Regions from separate parts of the Sus scrofa genome. Here regions 2, 3 and 4 are each linked to region 1. A link is a contact called in public HiChIP or PLAC-seq data. All regions are on one chromosome and are shown on one strand. The core of a region is the stretch at or near the end of the contact, and the rest is flanking DNA. Distances in the headings are between cores, read along the strand shown. Region 1 holds the start of SPAG8 (sperm-associated antigen 8). Region 2 holds the start of TESK1 (dual specificity testis-specific protein kinase 1). Region 3 holds the start of CCDC107 (coiled-coil domain-containing protein 107). Region 4 holds the start of HRCT1 (histidine-rich carboxyl terminus protein 1).

What was found. HiChIP or PLAC-seq counts read pairs in DNA pulled down with a chosen protein or histone mark.
Region 2: a contact with region 1 is called in an H3K27ac HiChIP or PLAC-seq map of alveolar macrophages. The contact joins the promoter of TESK1 here to the promoter of SPAG8 in region 1. A contact is called at or near these places in 2 of 5 promoter capture datasets (fetal liver and liver), 5 of 47 Hi-C or Micro-C datasets (alveolar macrophages, heart right ventricle, liver and 1 more) and 2 of 2 datasets of contacts at active chromatin or transcription factors (alveolar macrophages and skeletal muscle).
Region 3: an H3K27ac HiChIP or PLAC-seq map of alveolar macrophages shows a contact between it and region 1. The contact joins the promoter of CCDC107 here to the promoter of SPAG8 in region 1. A contact is called at or near these places in 2 of 5 promoter capture datasets (fetal liver and liver), 4 of 47 Hi-C or Micro-C datasets (embryonic fibroblasts, liver and skeletal muscle) and 2 of 2 datasets of contacts at active chromatin or transcription factors (alveolar macrophages and skeletal muscle).
Region 4: an H3K27ac HiChIP or PLAC-seq map of skeletal muscle shows a contact between it and region 1. The contact joins the promoter of HRCT1 here to the promoter of SPAG8 in region 1. A contact is called at or near these places in 1 of 5 promoter capture datasets (fetal liver), 1 of 47 Hi-C or Micro-C datasets (heart right ventricle) and 1 of 2 datasets of contacts at active chromatin or transcription factors (skeletal muscle).

What each region holds. Positions count from the first base shown.
Region 1 is chr1:236,530,432-236,534,022 of Sscrofa11.1, reverse strand. It overlaps SPAG8 (sperm-associated antigen 8), which reads left to right and starts at 1,842. Exons shown (of 7, transcript XM_005660229.3): 1 at 1,842-2,547; 2 at 2,650-3,451; 3 at 3,554-3,591. The coding sequence starts at 2,459. HINT2 (histidine triad nucleotide binding protein 2) reads left to right here. Exons shown (of 5, transcript NM_001244328.1): 2 at 908-1,048; 3 at 1,177-1,251; 4 at 1,340-1,412; 5 at 1,521-1,707. The coding sequence ends at 1,612.
Region 2 is chr1:236,339,634-236,343,224 of Sscrofa11.1, reverse strand. TESK1 (dual specificity testis-specific protein kinase 1) reads right to left here and starts at 2,065. Exons shown (of 10, transcript XM_003121984.4): 1 at 1,541-2,065; 2 at 1,295-1,416; 3 at 1,129-1,177; 4 at 471-617; 5 at 48-130. The coding sequence starts at 1,765.
Region 3 is chr1:236,378,965-236,382,555 of Sscrofa11.1, reverse strand. CCDC107 (coiled-coil domain-containing protein 107) reads right to left here and starts at 1,984. Exons shown (of 6, transcript XM_005660223.3): 1 at 1,806-1,984; 2 at 1,565-1,719. The coding sequence starts at 1,911. LOC106509199 (a long non-coding RNA gene) reads left to right here. Exons shown (of 2, transcript XR_001306517.2): 2 at 2,245-2,546.
Region 4 is chr1:236,668,723-236,672,313 of Sscrofa11.1, reverse strand. HRCT1 (histidine-rich carboxyl terminus protein 1) reads right to left here and starts at 1,896. Exons shown (of 1, transcript XM_021065921.1): 1 at 879-1,896. The coding sequence starts at 1,710. The coding sequence ends at 1,354.

The DNA of each region.
Region 1 (3,591 bases), core at 593-3,092:
ACGCCTGCTCCGGGCAGCTCCTCAGTGCCCCCTGCGGGACGTGAGGTTTTTTTGTCTGGGAGCCAGTCTTCTGCTCCGTCAGGTCCTTGGCCTTCTCCTGAGCACTAGTGCTAACATCTCTTCTTCCCCCTTGCCAGAGCGACTCAAGGGGTCAGATTCATCCCGTCCCATTCTCCCACAATGTGACACCTCTGACGTCAGCCTACTCTCAGCCCTTGGAAAACTGGGACTTCCCTAACCTCAGTCCCCTGGGGCTGGGTTAGTTGTGTTCACTCAGCTGAACGCCTCCCTGCACTGATTCAGGGGACTGGAGTCAAAGTTCACAGTAAGAGGTCAGATGTGACACCTAGACGCCCTTGTGTCATACAGGGCAATTGTATTAAAATATGGCTAAAACAAGTAACAGCTTAAAGATCAGAAAACAAGTAATGGAATTAAGTGGAAACTTACTGAAAGGTGAGAACAAATGGAAAAAGTTCCAAGTAGTCCTAAGAGATGATGCAAACCACCCTCTTTATATTTGAAGCAGAAAGAAGGGGTTTATCTAAGGTGATTAAATAGTAAAATAGGAACTGGGACCTAAACCTCCAGGTTTTCATTCTGGATCCTTTCCCTTGAAACAGCGCTAGATTTCCTCAACACTTTAGGAGCAGTAGTCGACTGCACTGCTGAATCCTGCATTGTAATACGGCCTGTTACCTAACTAGGCCCAGCAGTATCTGGCCTTGCTCTCTGCTGTTGATGCTCTGAAATCGAGGAGCTTTTCCCCTGGTTGGGAACCACTAATAGGTTCTTGGAAGGGTGAAATTAATGCCTTTCAAAGCCCAGCCTCTGTCAGCCCCAACTGATTACATGGGAGAGTGGTATTGCCAACTCCCTCCCGTGGGTGTGTCTGACCCACCTGCAGGTCCGAGGAGCTGCAGGTGTGACTGATGGGAATGAAGTGGCCAAGGCCCAGCGGGCAGCTCCTGGGGGAGCAGCCCCAACCATCTTCTCCCGGATCCTGGATCGAAGCCTCCCAGCTGACATTCTATATGAGGACCAGCAGGTGGGGTACCCTTAGGACCCATCCCCTTAAGAATTTCATAAATACCATCCAGTTTGTTGAACTAACATGGTGGCCTCTGGCATGTTCACTGCTCCCAGTGTCTTGTATTCCGTGATGTGGCCCCTCAGGCTCCTGTGCACTTCCTGGTCATTCCTAAGAAGCCCATTCCCCGGATTAGCCAGGCTGAAGAAGAAGACCAGCAGGTGGGAAGAACAGGGCCAGGGTTTGGCTGAGGGAAAGGTTTTGTTCCCTGTAAATGAAGCCACCTGTCTCCCTCCCCTTTCCCTGTAGCTTTTAGGACACCTTCTCCTTGTGGCAAAGAAGACAGCAAAGGCTGAAGGACTGGGAGATGGATACCGACTTGGTGAGTGACATTTGGCCCTTGAGCCCCTCACCATCAATTGATCTAACCTCTCAATATGATCTTCATTCTTTGACCATCTTAACCCCCTAACCCGACGCACCATTTCAGTGATCAACGATGGGAAGCTGGGTGCACAGTCTGTGTATCACCTGCACATTCATGTACTTGGGGGCAGACAGCTCCAGTGGCCTCCAGGTTGAACCTACCAAAGGACCAAGGACCCCAGACTTGGATGCTTGGACGGGGTAGGGAAATAACAGGACCCAATGATGCCAATAAACTTGTTCTCCCTCAATTCTGGATCCCTGTCTTAAATATATAAAGATTTATACCTCAAATAGAAAAGAAAACTGATTCAAGACTTTGATCCCCCTTGACTATGGTCTGAAACACTAAGGAAGCCCATGATGCAGTCAAAGGAGCACTTGCCTGTGTATCTATGAGTTCATGACTCATGGTCCACCTGGGTTAAACTTCTAGAAAAGCAGCAGTTCTAAGAATGTGCCTGAATAAGTAAAGCCAGTATCCCAAGACTTGCTCAATTCAGATACCAAGCCAAGTTATAAGGGGGTCTGGAAGGAGGAGGGTCAAGGTGAGGGCCTTTCATTGGAGAAGTTATCACACTCAAAACATCTGCTGCCCCATGTCTCACCATTCTGTTTAAGCTGTTGTCTGATGTATTTTCCACCTTAAAAATTTTAAAAAGATGCCCCACTTTTGAGAATGAAATTAGGGGAAGCTACCATTGTCCCTTGTAGAAACACATCAAGTAGGCTTTTGTCTGATTCCACAGCACTGTGCCTGTATTCAACACAAAGAACCACTTTAGAAAGCCTCCAAAAGTCCTGCGCGGGTATGAAGGGCGAGACCTTAGGCCGGCGAATCTTAGCAGCCAGGCCGGATGGAAAGCGCACTTCCCAGAGTGCACCAGATTCAAGACTTCCGCCCCGCAGAGAACTTGCCTCCACCCCCACCCCCACCCCCACCCCCACCCCCACCCCCGCCCTCCACGTCCGCCCAGCTCTAGTTCTGCGCAGTCTCCTGGAATGGTTTGCCGTCTCTATAGCAACGCAGTACCCAGTAGCGAGTGTCGCAAGATGGAAACCACTGACTCCACAGAGCTATCGCCATCGCGGTGAGATCTGCAGCTCTGGCTGCAGGCATAAGGGGACAAGGAAGGTCAGTGGACTTCCCCCGCTGCCCTTTTGACGACTTTGCCTTTTTCACTTTTTTTCAGCTCTTTAGACGAACAGCCTAGCTCCGAAGAACTAGGGACCACTTCAGATCCCTTGCCTTCTTTGGATGGCCGTCATAGGTCGGCTCTGGCAGCTGCAACTGCAGCAGCCTCAGCAGCTGCTGCAGCCACTGCAGCTGCCTCCACTGCCAAGGCAGCTGCATTATCTACACAGACCCCAGCGCCCTACTCAGAACGGAGCCTTCTCCTGGAGCCCTTCTCTGACAATCTTACTGCGGCGCACCACACCACCCCCAGATTTACCCACAAGATAGGCCATGGGAGACTTGGCTTTGAGCCTGTCCAGGTCTCCCATATTGCTCGAAATTCCTACACTGCAAATGATCCTATCTCTAGCCAAGGCCCTGTTCCTGGCTCCAGCTCTGACCCTGTTCCTGGCTCCAGCTCTGGCCCTGTTCCTGGCTCCAGCTCTAGTCCTGGTCCTGGCACCAGTTCTGGTCCTGGTGGTGGCTCTGGTCCAGGCCCTGGTGGTAGATCTGGTGAAGGCACTGGTCCCGGTCCTGCCTCTGATTCTAGGCATAGTCCAGGCTGTGGCCATGACCCTGGGTTCAGCTCCTCTGCTCCTCCAGGCTTCAGAAACCCAAGGGCAGATCTGGTCCCTAATTATGCCTCCTGGAGTCACGACAGCCACTGGGAGCCTCAGAAACAACCCTGGAAATTTTTGCAAGTATCAGAACCTGGCACCCGAGGACACTGGAAGCCCTCTGAGGTTGAAGGGAAGAGTAAGATACCCAGTGAAACACTGCCACGGGGCCAGTGCCTTCTCTACAACTGGGAGGAGGAGGTATTAAGGTTTTGACCTGCTCTCTCTGCTTGAAAGCTGCCCCCAGTTGATGAGGGTGGGTACCAGAAAGGATATCATGGTCATTCTACTTGGGACCCACAGAGAGCCACCAACCACCTGGATCAAGTCCCAAGCATGCA
Region 2 (3,591 bases), core at 816-3,315, 190 kb after region 1:
AGATTGGAGCCTTCTGGGAGGTTTAGTGGGTGGGGCATTCACCTCACCTATACACAGGAATCTTTTCGGCCAGCCCGAAGTCACCCACGACTGCTGTGAAGCCTCGGTCTTCGCGTCGGATCAGACAGTTCTGAGATACACATATCGCATCCATACATGCCCATCACGTTCGGTTCTCTGATCTCCCAATATACGCCCCAAAGACCTGTCACTTCAGAATAATCCCAGCCCTCTCTAATCTTCCAGTTTGCCAATGCTCCCCCATCTTTCAACGTCATCCATCACTCCAGAAACAGCACGATACTCAGTCCCTCAGAGCACTCCCCCTCATCCCAGTCCTCCCCTCTTTCCAATGTCTTGCTACTCCAACATCCTGATGTCTATTACCCACACTCTAATATTCATGGGCTAGTTACAATCTAATAAATCTCAAATCTCCTTTCATGCCCCCACCCACCTGGCCAGCCTACCTTGGAGGTGAGGTCTCGATGGAATACACCTTTGGCATGCAGGTACCGCAGGCCCCGGGCGATGTCCAAAGCCAGGCGGAGCCTGACAGGCCAGGATAGGGGTTCAGGGGAGCTGAGCAGCTGTTCCAGAGTCCCCCCATTCATATACTGGGTCACAGGGGTAGGAGAAGGGGAATGAATGTCAAGATTTCAGTCAGTAGCCTAGGTCTCCCACTTTTAAGCCAGGGGACCCAGGAGGATCACAAAGTCAGGAGGGTGAGTCTGCTCTAGGGCTCCTCCATTCATATCCTGAGCCTGTCCTGTCCCATACACACGCACAACTATTTAAATTTAAACAAAATGGAACATTCAGTTCCTCAGTCACACTAGCCACATTCCCAGGGATCCTTAGCCACATGTGGCTAGTGGCTGTGGTTTTGGACAGCGCAGATATAGAACATTTTCATCTTTGCAGGAAGATCTATTGGACAGCACCGTTCTAGAGGATATAAAGGACGGGACCAGCTGAGGCCTTTTATTTGTGGTTTGCCTAAAGGGAAGTTCAGGAAAGCCTCCCCTGGGAGGACGTCCTGCTGCCCCTCATTATTCGTCTGTAGATGCACCAGGCCGCTGACTCGCCCCTTGGTGGTGGGGTCCCCCCTTGCTGGTTCATCCTCACCTCTGTAAGAGCATGCAGCTGTCCCTGGTGCACACAGACCCCCATGAACCTGGAAGAGGATGGGAAAGACAGCAAGGTAGTCTGGAAGAGTCCCGGCCCCTGGACAGTTCCCACTTTTCCCGCGGGATCTTTCCCCCTCCCCCAGCAAGCGGTTGGGGCCGCTCACCTTAGGATGTTGGGGTGCCGAAGTCGGTTCATCAGCTGCACCTCCCGTAGCGTGTTTCCCCGGTTACTGGGGAGTCTGTTCATTTTCAGCACCATGACTTGCCCTGACTGTCGGTGCCGAACCTGGGGGCAGCAGGGGCTGGCGAGTCCCGCGCAGGTCGGGCGAAACGCCAGGGTCTGGGCCCCCTTGTCCCAGCCTCGCGTCTAAGGCTCGGTCCCGCCCCTCTGCCCTCTCTGCTGGTCCTACCTTGTAGACCTCAGAGAAGAAGCCGGCCCCGATCTTCTCCGCGCAGTGGAAATCGTCCACGCGTGCCAAGCTGGACACCGCGCTGCGGAGAGCCCGGTAGGAGGAGGGGCGGCCCCGGCCCGGGCCTCCGCCCGCGCCCCCCGGCCCCGGGGGCCCCTCCCCCGGCGCCTCTCCGGGCCCGGGCCCGGGCCCAGGGCCCCGCAGTGGGGGCCGTTCCCCGGCCATGGCCGGGCCCCCCAGCCCGGGCCTGCCTCACATGGCAGGGTTCCCGGGGCCCGGGCAGGCCGCGCTCGCCATGGGTGCGGGCCCAGCCGGATCCGGGGCGCCGGAGCTCCCACTCCCTCTCCCGCCCTGGAGAATGGAAGATCTGCCGAAGCTCCTGGGCCCGCCCCCGCCGCGCCGGCTTGCTGCGCCCGGGTGGACGCCGCTCCGCTCGGCTCTGCGCAGGGCCTGGGCCTGGGCCTGGGCCGGGCGGTGGCGGTGGCGCTCCCGGGCGCCGGCGGGCAGGCGGGGGTACTCCCCGCAGGCGGAGGCGGGCGGGCGGGCGGGCGGCGGCTGCTCCACTTCGCCGCTGGGGCTCAGGCTCCGCGGCCTGCCGGGGGCGGGGCTGAGCCGGGCCTCTGCTTAACTCCTTCGAGCCCGCCTCGGGGCAGCGGCCACGCCCCCTCAGGTGCGCACCCCGCCACCAGTGGCCGGGACGCCCTAGGCTAGTGGGTCTGAGAAGTCGGGGTCAAAGAAGTTAAAGCCAAAGCTAAATAACGGAAGGGAATTAATGGCTCATTGTGCGTATGCGCAGCTCAAAGGTCTTTTAGCTGCCGTGAGAGCCCTTTCTCCCCTCCCTCCCTCGGGTCTCTGTCTTTTGAGGGCCAGGCTCTGGAAGCCGCCGGACTCCTGGACTCCATGGACAGGCAGGGTAGAAAAGTAGACCCCTCTGGTCCCGCCACAATCGGGGCAGCAACCTACCCACCTGCCCAGCCTCCGCCCTGGCCGAGCCTGCCCATTTCCCAGCTCTCGACCCTTACACTTTAAACCTCCGACTCCCTGACACTTTGTACCTTCCCCGGAGGTTGTGACGCCCCAGAGCTGTAGTGAGCCCTTGGCCAGCCCATTCCAGGTGTGGCCCCAAGTCCTGCTCACTCCATCCCGCCTCTCGCGAAAAAAGTTTAGATTCAGGGGCTTCTGCGCACTGACCACACAGCCTGGAGCCTCCTCTTACTATTTCGTCCACATGCCCTTCTTTCTCAAAAGAGAAGTCTCCACCTGTAGGGAAATATCCCACCCCTTGGCAAAACCCCGCCCCTCAAGGAGCCCTCCCCCTCAGAGAACCAACTCTTTCCTCAGTGAGAGTCTCTCCTTCAGAGGAACATCTCCGCAATGTGACCATGCCGCCAACAGTGTGTGCCAGAATCCCTCAGTGCGACACCCCTCCTCTGTCCGTCTCGCCCTTCCAGGGCGAACCCCACCTCTCAGAGCGATTCCACCCGTCATTGTGACCCCTCCTCTCAACGTGACTCCTCCCCTCGGTGTGGCCCAGCCCTCATCAGTGTGACTCTCCTAGGCAGGTACCGCCCCGCATTACGTAGGAATCCGATCTGCCCCCTCAGGCGAGAGGAGGATCTGCAGCCGGCCTCTAAAGCGGCGCGGCACCCTGAGTGCGCACGCACCGTCTCAGGACCCTGTGCGCATGCCATACCCAGCGTTTTTGGTTCTCCGCTGGCTCCTCCCCGTCCCGGTCATCGGCGGAATAGCCAATCATCGACGGGGGTGGGTGACGTCGCTCGATCCTGGAGTCCTGTCTAGGACGAGAGGTTGGGGACGTCAGTGAGCCTTTTGCCCCCTAGCGGCGGAGTGGAGGGCGGCGTGGTGGAGGCTGCGGGCCTCAGGAGTGAGAAAGGATGCCAACGAACTTGAGGCAACGTGGCTGAGTTCTCTTCAAGAATTCTAAAAGTACTATATTTCTATTTCTGTGGAAATCTAAAAAGAAAATTAATATACGCACAGTCCACATCCGTGTGGGTGACCGACTTCTAATAGAGTCTTGTCCCATTTTT
Region 3 (3,591 bases), core at 735-3,234, 150 kb after region 1:
CTTTTCAACACGATATCCCCCTACCCCCTTTCTCATGTCTTCTCTGGTTTAATAGTGCCAGTCTTTCTCGGTCAATGCTCATTTAACATGGTTTTCTCTGGTAGTTTTACTCTGATTTGTTTAAAGAGTATATCGTGCTGGGAGTTCGTGGCTCAGTGGTTAACGAACACGACTAGGAACCATCAGGTTGCAGGTTTGATCCCTGACCTCGCTCAGTGGGATCTGGCGTTGCCCTGAGCTGTGGTGTAGGTCCTAGATGCTGCTTGGATTCTGCATTGCTATGCTGTAGGCCAGCAGCTGTAGCTCCTACTCGACCCCTAGCCTGGGAACCTCCACATGCCTTGGGTGCGGCCCTAAAAAGCAAAAAAAGCAAAAAAAAAAAAAAAAAAAAGGATATAGTGCTCTTAAAGTTGTGCCCTCAATAGAATTCCCCCGCAGGGTTCTAATCAGAAGATAAAGAACAAAATACCTTCTTCCTAGCATTGATTTGGGAAGTGGGCTGTCACATCACACAACTGAACCTCATTAATCAATAAATTGCTGTTAAATTATGTTTCTTCCAGACTATATTTGGGTCCAAGAATAGAATTTATTATCTGGAGTTCCCCTCGTGGCTCAGCCATTGGCAAATCTGACTAGGAACCATGAGGTTGCAGGTTCGATCCCTGGCCTCACTTAGTGGGTTAAGGATCCGGCATTGCCGTGAGCTGTGGTGTAGGTCGCAGACTCAGCTCAGATCTGGGGTTGCTGCGGTTCTGGTGTTGCTGCGGCTCTGGCGTAGGCTGAAGGCTACAGCTCCGATTAGACCCCTAGCCCAGGAACCTCCATATGCTGAGGGTGTGGCCCTGGAAAATACAAAAAAAAAAAAAAGAAAAAAAAAAGTATTATCTATCTATGTTGAATTTCATCATTATATTCAGTCCCTCATCCTAGCTTGTCCAGCCCTCATCCTAGCTTGTCCAGTCTTATTATGAATCATGGTTAGCTATCCTTCCTAGTTTCCTATCTCCAAATTGGCTCAGCCCTCTATTTCCCAATGCAATTAAGTGATACGGCTAAAGTCAGAGCCCTGGGAGGTACTACGTTCCATTTCAACAGTTTGAATCTACCAAAATGTACTATCAGTTCACATTTCAGAGCCTCCTTCCCAAGAACTTGAGACTGCTTGGTACCTCGAACTCTAAAAACACTTTGGCTAAGTAATCAGCTGCTCGTGCCAAGGTTGGAATCTTACCAGGAACCGCACTCACTGTAGTATGGACAGTCGCTGGGTTCAAGTCCCAGTTCCACCAGTTACTAGCTCTGGGTGACCTTGAGCAAGTGACTAACCCCTACATTGGATTGATGGGAGGATTAAATGGGATGGTCATTATTTATTTACAATTTATCAAGTGCCATTCACCTCGATAGCTACTCAAAATAATCTCATAAGGCTGGAAACCCAGAGGACTCAGGTCTTCACTTTACAGATGGACAGGAAAATGAGTCTTGTTCTTGGTACCATAGGGACCCAACGGGAGATTCAGAACCCGGGCATCCCCTCCCTCCTCTCGTCGTCCCGCACCTGCAAACACTTGTACAGCACAAAAGCCACGACGGCCGCGGTGTACAGCGCCCCCAAGGGCAACGCCCCGGCTCGAGCTGGGTCGCGCTGATCCTTGGGCGGCGGCGACCGCCGCCGGAGTTCTGTGGCCTCGGGGCCGACCTGGGCGGCGTCTCCTGAGGAGGGCAGAGGCGGGTCAGTAGAGCTGGGGGTTGGGGCCGGTAGGCAGTCCCTGCCTCCCTCTAACAGACCTCGGTGGTACCTGGGTGTGCCGGGCGGTCGGGGCTGGAGCGGTCTCCGAGGACCTCGGGCAGCGCAGACATAAGTAGCAGCCCCACCGCACCCGCTAGCGAGACCACGCTAGCCATTGCAGGCGGACTACAGGAGAACCTGGGAGGAGCCGGCGTTGGCCGCACGCGCCCATGCGCACGCGCACGCGCGCCCTGGAGCCCGTTCCGCTCCGGGCCTCCCTGGAAGGTCACGCCCACCTAGCGTATGGGCGGGGCCAGGATTTATTTGCATAGGACCGGGAGCCCAGCTTAGTTTATTTTAGAAATTAGTTCATTTCTTATCTCCATTTAGGGATTCGGTTAGCCAGAAAGTGTCCAGAAGCTTACAACCTTAGAAGAGTATGCGATAAAGTGGTTTCCCACACTAGTCCACATCCTCACCCTAATCATAAAATAAATTTTTTCTTCCAGCTATAAAAGGTTACAGGAGCCCACCCACCAGTGAAGCTCGTGCTGAAGGCCTGTTTCCTAGGCTACAAACGAGGGACTAGTTCCTTATTTACGCCTAGGGGAAAGTCCCCGGACCTAAGGCAGAGAGTGCCACGTGCGCCTGCACGTAGACTGTCCCTGCACCTCACGGTTAATCCGCTAAGAAGCGATTTCGCCGAGCGGCGTGTGGCAGGGATGTCATCCGTCAGCCGAAATAGTTACACAGGCAGTGCGCTTCCGCGCACCAACCACACGGGGCTCATTCTCAGCACGGCTGATTTTAATCCTTTCTGGAAGGTAACAAGGTGGTTATTTATTTATTTTTTTTAAAGAAAAAAAAATTATTGCTCAATGGATTTATTGCATTTATAGTTGTACAATGATCGTCACAATCCATTTTTATAGGATTTCCAGCCCACAACCCCAGCACATCCTCCACCCCCCGCAACTGTCTCCCTTGCAAACTCTTAAGTTTTTCAAAGGCTGTGAGTCAATATCTGTTCTGCACAGAAGTTCATTCTGTCCTTTTTTCAGATTCCACATGTCAGTGAAAGCATTTGATGTTGGTGTCTCAGTGTCTGACTGACTTCACTTAGCATGATCATTTCTAGGTCCATTCATGTTGCTAAAAATGCCAGTATTTCGTTCCTTTTAATGGCTGAGTAATATTCCATTGTGTATATGTACCCCATCTTCTTGATCCACTCCTCTGTCGATGGACATCTAGGTTGTTTCCATGTCTTTACAAATGGGAGAAAAATCTTTTTTTGCCTTTTTCTAGGGCCGCTTCCCGCGGCATATGTAGGTTCCCAGGCTAGGGGTCGAATTGGAGCTGTAGCCACCGGCCTACACCACAGCTCACAGCAATGCTGGATCCTTAACCCACTGAGCAAGGCCAGGGATCGAACCTGCAACCTCATGGTTCCTAGTCGGATTTAGTTAACCACTGCGCCACGATGGCAACTCCTAGTTTTGTTTTTACTGACATTACTCTAAGAGGTGGATCTGAGAAGATGTTGCAGAAATCAACGGCATCTTTATACACTAACAATGAAAGATCAGAAAGAAATTAGGGAAGCAATCCCATTTACCATTGCATCCAAAAGAATAAAATACCTAGGAGTAAACCTACCTAAAGAGACAAAATACCTGTATTCTGAAAACAATAAGACACTGATGAAAGAAATCAAATATGACACAAATAGATGGAAAGACATATCATGCTCTTGGATTGGAAGACTCAATGCTATCAAAATGACTATACTACCCAAGGCAATCTACAGATTCAATGCAATCCCTATCTAATTACCAAGGACGTTTTTCACAGAA
Region 4 (3,591 bases), core at 647-3,146, 140 kb before region 1:
ATCCATCCCGTTTTAGGGAAGAGGAAACTGAGACTCAGGAGCCAAGCACTCTCCCAAAGCCACCCAGCACCACCTGCTCCCTCCTAAACACCTGGCACCAGCCACATGCAGGCACCAGAGGGGCTGGAGACTCAAGGCCTGGATGAGAAACCCTGACCTTCTTACCATGGAAACTTTGTTTCTTTTGTTCATTTTTCATTTGGTGTTTCTTTTTTCTTTTTCTTTTTTTTTTTTTTTTTTTTTTTTTTTTTGTCTTTTTGCCTTTTTCTAGGGCTGCTCTGGCGGCACATGGAGGTTCCCAGGCTAGGGATCTGTAGCTTATGCCAGAGCCACAGCAACATGGGATCTTAGCCACATCTGCGACCTACACCACAGCTCACAGCAATGCCAGATCCTTAACCCACTGAGCGAGGCCAGGGATCGATCCCGAAACCTCACGGTTCCTAGTCGGATTCGTTAACCCCTGTGCCATGACGGGAACTCCTTACCAAGGAAACTTTGAATTCAGCACAGCCCACAGAGCGGGGCTTTCTGCATGTCCAGGGCACATTCTGCCTAGAGATGGGCTGGAAAGAGCCTGGGCAGCCTTGACCCTCCTCTCTCTGAGCCCCTGGACTGTCACACAGAAGCCCAGAGCCCCATGGGTACAGGGAGAGTCCGGTCTGGGCACGGCTGCCTACAAACCCTAACTCCTTTCTTGGAGCTCAGACCCACCTCTCACCTACTGTCCTGGAGCCCTGCAGAGCTGCTCCGTGTCCCCCAGGGCACAGCCGGCGCAGGCACTCACTTCCTGCCAGAGAGGAAGGTCCAGGCCAGAGCAGACACAGGCCTGGCGGCTCCCTCCCACTTGAGTTACAATAATAAAGGGCCTCTTGACAAAAGCTTCTTGGTGCTTTTTATTTTCTTGTATTAAGGCTGCACTGAATTGACCGTGCAGCCTTAGACTGCCTTCTGCAAATGAAAGGGTGGTGCCAGGGCCCCTTCCAGCTATTGCCCTGGACGGAGGCCCGGACATTCAGAGAGAGTAGGGTACACCTTCTGTGCATCTGCACACATAGCAGCTGGCACTCCTGGTGCCAGGTGGGAGTTGCAGTCACGAAGCGGTGTCCATCCTCGGAGACCACCTATCAGCCTATCAGCTCTCTGGCCTATCAGCCTCCGGTGTGAGCAGGGGCACCCCCGGTGGTGGTCCTAGGCTCTCTGCCTCCATCGTTGCCCACTGGGGTGTAGCATGCAAATGACACCCAAGCAGGACCTGGCTTTCACCATGGAGAGGTGCCCTTCTGCGCAGGAAAGCAGGAGTCCACTTGTCCTGGTGACGGTGAGGCAGGTGGCAGCTGCCATTCGCAGGCATCAGCGGCGGCCTCGGTGGGAGTGGGCATGGGCTTGGCGGTGGGCGTGGGAGTGGGCCTGGTGGTGGTGGTGGTGGTGGTGGTGGTGATGGTGGCGGTGGCCCGCCTGGGGCGCCTGGAATGCCCGGCCAGTGTGACGGAAATGATGCAAGCGTCCCAGGTGGCCTCGGCCTGCGGAGATCCAAGACTGGGCCCACCAGACTCGGTTTCTTCTTGCAGCAGGAGGGTTCTTCTCCACGTCACGCTCCTCCTGTCTGCGGTACAAACAGGTGGCCAGCAGCAGCAGCAGCAGCAGCACGGCCACAGCGGCGCCTGCGATCAAGCCCACGAGGGCCGTGCTCCCCAGGAGGCCCAGCATCTGGGAGCTGGCCAGTGGATAGGAGCCTGGTGGCTTCTCGCTGCTTCTTCCCCTTCAGCGGCTTCTGCTCCGTCCTCACAGTCCCTGGACTGTGTTTTCTCAGCTCCTGTGGGCTGGAGAGCAGCCAGGGAATGTGGGCGCAGCCTCTTTGGGCTGGAGCTGCTGGCCAAGGGGAGGCCAGGCAACTGTTAGCTCTGGGGAAGCCTGCAGCAAGGCTAGGTGGGGACAGAGGAGCTGAAAGGAGGGGCCATGGGGGGAGAGCCCTGGGGCTGGAGATAAGAAGTTTAGGGCCCCCAACTGTGCCGCCTGGCCGAGTGACTGGACCAGCCCCATACCCTCCCTGGGCCTCAGTTCCTGCTTCTCTCAGGGACAAAGGTTCCACACAGCAGTTAAGAACATGGGTTCTGGAACCACCTGCTCATTAGCCCTGTGACTGTGCACAGGTTTCCTAAGCTCACTGTGTCTCAGTTTCCTCATCTGTAAAATGGCTCAGAGGGGTATCCCTCCTCATAAGGTTTTCCGAGAATTCAAGGAGTCAAGATGTATAAAGCACTTAAACCAGTTCCTTTCTTTCTTTCTTTCTTTTTTTTTTTTTTTTTTTTTTTTTTGGTCTTATGTCTTTTTAGGGCCACTCTCATGGCATATGGAGATTTCCGGGCTAAGGGTTGAATTGGAGCTGTAGCCACCAGCCTATGCCACAGCCACAGCCACGCAGGATCCCAGCCACATCTGAGACCTACACTACAGCTCACGGCAACACCGTATCCTTAACCCACTGAGCGAGGCCAGGGATTGAACCCACATCCTCATGGATGCTAGTCGGATTCGTTAACAACTGAGCCATGATGCGAACTCCTTTTTCTCTTCTTCTTTTTTTTTTTTTTTTTTGTCTTTCTTAAACCAGTTGCTGACACACGTGTTTGCCACTGATACTATGACAGTGGACTTTAGATGACTTGGAAGACCCTGTCCGGCAGCCCACATAGGCCTCTGGGACAGAGTCTGTGTCAAGCAAACTGTCCCACTCCAGGAGCTCAGGTGGGCCCTGGTGACAGATTCTTATCAGCCAAGGAGGTGAAATAACTCTCTCTGGGTCCTGGGTCCTGCCAGGTCTGGGAGCCAAGAGAGTCTGGGTGTCAGCCCAGGGCTGCAGGAGGCAGCCAGGAGGCCGCTGAAGTCAGAAGGGCCAGGCCCCAGTCTCAGCCTCCAGGCTCACAGTCAACAAGCTAACTGGCCATAAATGGCAGGCTCCTTGCTCCATCCCATCCTCCCTGCCCAGCGGTCATAAGCTGCCCTTCCTGCCTGGGGGAGAATGTACAGAGTGGGCAGGACCTGAGCAGTAGACCTGAATCCTCTGTTCAGCTAGACAAGCTCTTCTGGTCCCACCCACGTGTTCAGGGATGGGCGCTCACTATCGCCCTGGGCAGCCTTTTCTGCTGTGGGCTTGTCGAGCTGTTCTCACGGCTCTTCCGAACATACTGCAGGGCCTCCCGGAGGCCCAGCTCTGCGTCTTGATCCTGGAGACCAGGGGTGCCTGAGGCATCCACGGGGAGCACCCAGCCCAGCCCTTCCTCTCGCTCTTCTCCCTGCTACCCAGAGGGATGTTTGCAGCAGCCTGTCTCTGTGTGACCTTGGACAAGCTCCCCCCCTGCAGCCTGTTCCTCCTCGAGGCAAGTGCCAGGGCAAGAGGGGACCTCTGGGGACCTTCCCTCTCTGACCTCAATCCAAGAAGCGCTCTCTCAGGGAGGCCTCAAACCCTGAGCGCAAACCTCCACTGGATGAAAAGGCCAAACATTCCCTTCAAACAAATTGGGCTCAGGGGGCAGTGAGTCTAATGAGCCCTGGGGCTTTCACCCCGGGGGGCCAGGCGTGGAGGAAGGA